2 separate regions of the Sus scrofa genome follow, and region 2 is linked to region 1. Evidence: chromatin contacts called from public Hi-C data. All regions are on one chromosome and are shown on one strand. Each heading gives the region's core, a stretch centred on a gene start, on an enhancer-like site or on the middle of the called end of the contact. The rest is flanking DNA. Distances are from core to core; before and after follow the strand shown. Region 1 holds the start of CHRNB3 (neuronal acetylcholine receptor subunit beta-3). Region 2 has its middle 28 kb from the start of CSGALNACT1.

The links. Hi-C and Micro-C count contacts between places; a contact is called where the count stands out from the background.
Region 2: a contact with region 1 is called in a Hi-C map of retroperitoneal adipose tissue, with 2.1 times the contacts expected there. The contact joins the enhancer-like site here to the promoter of CHRNB3 in region 1. A contact is called at or near these places in 7 of 47 Hi-C or Micro-C datasets (alveolar macrophages, heart right ventricle, mesenteric adipose tissue and 4 more).

Annotation. Positions count from the first base shown.
Region 1 is chr17:11,686,278-11,688,977 of Sscrofa11.1, reverse strand. CHRNB3 (neuronal acetylcholine receptor subunit beta-3) reads right to left here and starts at 1,332. Exons shown (of 6, transcript XM_003359872.5): 1 at 941-1,332. The coding sequence starts at 995.
Region 2 is chr17:12,115,816-12,118,515 of Sscrofa11.1, reverse strand. No RefSeq gene overlaps it. Among named protein-coding and RNA genes, the nearest start is that of CSGALNACT1, 28 kb to the left of the region's middle. Within about 2 kb of position 1,300, at least 7 of the 83 cell types and tissues checked have an H3K27ac peak or open chromatin away from gene starts, as enhancers often do. A contact at or near this core is called in retroperitoneal adipose tissue and subcutaneous adipose tissue, where this site is marked.

The DNA.
Region 1 (2,700 bases), core at 83-2,582:
TCGAGTCCCAAGTGGTGGGGAAAGACAACATTTTTGGAACTGTAATCATGTTCAGATGTGTGTGCCTTACAGCCCTATGATTTTTAAATCCAGGATTTATTTCAGGATTTGGGCAAATCTATCTCAGTGCCTCCCCATCGCCATCTGAAAATTGCAGTAATCACATGTGGCTACAACACTAGTGACAGATAAATACAAAGTGCTAACAGAACAACACAGTTTCTCACCATCTGGCTCCTGGCTCTGTATGGTTTCTGGTGTCAGTTTCCTGTTCTTAAGTTACAGGAAAAGCAAAACGATTCCAAAACCCAGAAAACTGTCAGATGACAATGACCGTTTCTTCCCTAACCTTTTTAGTTACTTTCCCCCTTTCCTCTTCACTCTCTTTTTATTTGCCCTCATTTTTTATTCAGTATTCCTCTATTTTCCTCTCCATAACCATCATAGAATACTCACACAGGCTCATAGGTATTTGAGATACATTTTTGTTCAATTGTGATATACAATCATACTAAATATTCCTACATACATAAAGCAAGTATTTCTATATCCACATGATATGTTGGATAATTATCTACACACAGCTCTAGTGAATATTAATAGATATGCTATTAAAAGGTTGATGCAGTCAGTACCTATGCCAAATATCTTAACAATTCTCTGAGTTCCATTTAGTGCATTCACTAACATTTTCTTCACTTTTATATCCTCCTACCAAGCTCATAAGGATTCAAAAGGAATAACACAATAATGACAAAAGCATAAAGGTTATGAAATTCATAATTAAGATTTCTTTACAATGTAACAGATTTCACAGAATTGGTCACCGGAGCCACACCTTAAAAGGTTATCCTAAAGATACTACACCCTGCACTTTGTGATTCTAACATTATCAGCACCAACAGTGATCAAGTTTTAATCTACTTTAACTTGAGCTTACCTGAGCCGGTGACACCCAGGGCGCTGAGCACCAGGACAAAGGCTGCCAGCATCATGACGGCCGCTTGAGAGATGTGATTCCTTCTCTTTAACAGCAAGATATTTCTATCCAAAAGGGGGTGGGAGAAAGAAAATGCAGGGCTTCAAAGTCTAAAGTGGGACCAGAGAAAGTGGCGCCCAGAGAGGGCGTCCTGGGCTCAAACCATCCACATCGGGTGACGAGTGATGTCTCTGAAAGTACACCTCGTTGGTTTCCAGCCAGCTGTCAGATCGTGTAAGTCTGAAAACTATCTCTGGGTCCTAACTCCTGACTTATTAATTCACTCTCTGGCCAAGAGATGCAGGGCAGGGGAGAGAGGATGATGACTTCTGAATGTGCTAGTTCTCATGGTTGGAGATCCAAGCGGAAGGGGAAACCCATACGTGAAAACGTGCATCGTGGAAGCCTGGGAAAGTTTCTCCGACGTTCTTGTCCCTCCATTGTCCTGCAGTTTGCACCTGGAGCTTAAGAATAATGAATATGAGGGATCAAAATGCACAAACTCTCAGTTATAAAATAAGCCCTGGGCACAAATGAACCTGTCACGGACATAGAGAACAGATTTGTGGTTGCCAAGGGGGAGTGAGGAGGAAGTGGGCTGGACTGGCAATTTGGGGTTAGTAGATGCAAACTATTACTTAAGAAGGGATAAACAGGAGTTCCCCTTGTGGCACAGCGAAAATGAATCTGACTAGTATCTGTGAAAATTCGGGTTTGATCCCTGGCCACGCTCAGTGGGTTAAAGACCTGGCATTGCCGTGAACTGTGTGTAGGTCAAAGACATGGCTCGGATCTGCGTTGCTGTGGCTGTGGTGTAGGCCGGCAGCTGTAGCTCTGATTCGACCCTAGCCTGGGAATTTCCTTATGCCACAAATTCGGCCCTAACAAGAAAGAAAGAAAGGAAGGGAATGTGTACACACTCACACACACACACACACACACACCACACGCACACATATATGAATATGACTGGGTCACTATGCTGTACAGCAGAAATTGGTACAACATTGTAAATCAACTATACTTTACTTAAGAAAAATTAACTTTAGTAAAAAACAAAACAAAAACAGTCAGGCCTAGAGTCGGGACCGTATTTCCTCCTCCAGCCCCCTCTCCACCGCTCCCCAGACCTCCTCCACCAGGCGGCTGTCCCCCTCCCCAGATCACAGGCTCCTGAGATGGGCTGTCTCTCTTCTTCTCTCTGCAGTGGGTCTTTGGATCCTATCACATGCAAACACTACAGAACACTGCGGCTTCAATGGAAGAGGAAGGAAACAATTAGACATTGATTTCCCGTCCATGTGAGTGTGTTCCTGGCCCACTGTGAATTTACAACTGTCTCAGGAATAGATTTGCTGCTAACCAAGGGCGCAGAAAGTGTCACCTGTATTTTCAATAAATCAGATAAAGTGACACTTCCCACTCCACTGCACTGGCAGGACATTCCGTCTCAGTCATTACAGGATCTCCAGCCCCTTGCCCAGGGTAGAAAAGAACTGGGAAGGCTGGGAGTTCCTGTTGTGGTTCAGCAGTACCCAACCTGACCAATATCCATGAGAACGCAGGTTCGGTCCCTGGCCTCGCTCAGTGGGTTAAGGATCTGGCAACGCTGTGAGCTGTGGTGTAGGTTGCAGACACGGCTCGGATCCCACATTGCTGTGGCTCTGGTGTAGGCCAGCGGCTACAGCTCCCATTTGACCCCTAGCCAGGGAACCTCCATA
Region 2 (2,700 bases), core at 51-2,550, 430 kb before region 1:
AAAGGAGGGAGGGAGGGAGGGAAGGAAGGAAGAAAAGAAAGAAAAAGAGAAAGAAAGAAAGAAAGAAAGAAAGGAAGGAAGGAAGGAAGAAAAGACAGAAAGAAAGAAAGAAAGAAAGAAAGAAAGAAAGAAGGAAGGAAGGAAGGAAAGAAAGAAAGAAAGAAAGAAAGAAAGAAAGAAAGAAAGAAAGAAAGAAAGAAAGAAAGAAAGAAGGAAAGAAAGAAAGAAAGAAAAAGTAAAAAAAGAAAAGCATTAAAAACTAGATATTATTGGTGGTGACTTCTGGGTAGTGGAATTATCTGTTTTTTTCCGAATTTCAAACAAGAAGCACATATGGATTACATACATTTTAAAGAGTTTTAATTTTTTAACACATTTAACATGTTTTTTACTAATCCGAACATGCTACTGTCCTCAGATTCACTCAGAGCCAATATATTGAATCATATTCATTTGCTATGTTGATAACGGTCAAGATAAGTGTCCTGGAAACTGGGACTTACACTTTGTACCCAGTAGACATCTGTAAAATTTTACATTTCAAAACTGAATATGTATACATGTATTACCTGCGTAATTTTAAAAATAAAACGAAGAAAAAACAAAAACTGTTTCGTTCTCAGACTATAAGCAGGACGCATAGTACTCTGTCAAAAAATTAATCCAGGACTTCCCCCTGTGGCACAGTAGAAACAAACCCGACTAGCATCCATGAGGATGCAGGTTCAATCCCTGGCCTTGCTCAGTGAGTCAAGAATCCGGTGTTGCCTTGAGCTGTGGTGTAAATCGCAGACATAGCTTGGATCCCTTGTTACTGTGGCTGTGGTGTAGGCCCATAGCTGTAGCTCTAATTTGACCCGTAGCCTGGGAACATCCGTTTGCCGTGGGAACGGCCCTAAAAAGAAAAAAAAATTAATTCAGTAACCACTCAAGTAGTAATCCCAAACAGATACATAGATTTTAGGAAGGAGATTACTGTATTTGGAGGGCAGTTCAGAAAAAAGAGAGAAAAGCCAGTTATTTCTTCAGTTTGTTTTCTTGGTAACTAGGGCAGCTCTATGAACTGTTTTCTATTATTTTCCAATCCCATCACAGAAAGAGAATTTTCAAATGGGAAAGCAGATGCGCCAAGGGTATAATTAATCTCCCTGAAAAATGTCCCATTAAAAATAACGTCAGGGACATAAGGATAAAATTGAATCCCAACAAAAGCACTAGAAAAATATAAGCCTAAAGCCAGAGTGTTACATATTTTGGTTCCCTTTTCACAGTAATAGGAAAGATTTTGCAATGGACCAAAAATCTCGACAGCTGGAATCTAAAGAGGCCCAGGCAAGCTTGCTCAGAAACCAGTCAGAGTGGGAAAAAGCTTCCCGGGGCCAAAATCACTAATGCAAAGGAATAAGAGTCCCACTGGTGAAAGCTCCAAAGAGGAAAGAGTATGACCTCATGGGATAAATCCTGCTAAATGGAGTCTGTTTTCAACAGCCATGTGTAAAATGAGAAATAGGAGTTCCTGCTGTGGCTCAGCAGTGATGGACCTGACCAGCATCCACGAGGCAGGTTCGATCCCGGGTTAAGGAACCGGCATTGCCGTTAGCTGTGATGTAGGTCCCAGACGCAGCTTAGGTTTGATGTTGTGGCTGTAGTGCAGGCTGGAAGCTGCAGCTCTGATTCAACCCCTAGCCTGGGAACTTACAGAGGCTGCTGGTGTGACCCTAAAAAGACCAAAAAAAAAAAAAATTTCTTTTTAAAGAAAAAGAAATTAATTCTACCAGAAGTAACTCAAGGAAACAAACCTCTGGACAACTGAATGCCGCTAACATTACACATTAACCAAAATGTCTTGTGTTGGCAGCGTTCAGAGCTGCGTTGCTAGCAAGACACATCACGAAGCACCTGAAACAAATCAATCACAGTCAACCATGCAGACTCCACCAGCATCTGTGAAGTGGAAATTTAAACAGAGATAGATTGCTCTTCATTGGGTTTGATTTGGGGCTCCTTTCGAGTCAGTTGAACTTGATGCAATTGGAAATGTTAACAATTTTTTACTAGACTTTGAGAGCGTAAAAAAGATCAAGGATCTTATTTTCTTACTTTTTTTCCCCTCTCTACACTGCCTAGCATAGATGGATGATGTCTCTTTTAGTGAATCAATAAACCAACTGGGAACATGTCAGCAATCTCAGCAATTGGAAGAGAGAGATCCTCAGACTCAAGCAAATAACAGATCAAATAAGCTGCCCTGATATCTGGATGGGCTAGCTTCAAAAAAAAATTTTTTTTAAGTTAAAAAAAAAAAAACAGGAGTTCCCGTCGTGGCGCAGTGGTTAACGAATCCGACTAGGAACCATGAGGTTGCGGGTTCCATCCCTGCCCTTGCTCAGTGGGTTAATGATCCGGCGTTGCCGTGAGCTGTGGTGTAGGTTGCAGACGCGGCTCGGACCCCGAGTTGCTGTGGCTCTGGCGTAGGCCGGTGGCTACAGCTCCAATTCAACCCCTAGCCTGGGAATCTCCATATGCCGCAGGAGCGGCCCAAGAAACAGCAACAACAACAACAACAACAAAAGACAAAAAGACAAAAAAAAAACAGAACCCTTAGGTGATCCCTAAGAACCATACTTTTTGAGTTACTCTCTACTAAGGAAGAAAAAATTTTGTATTTAATTACAGGGTTTTGTTTTTTTTTTTTCTTTT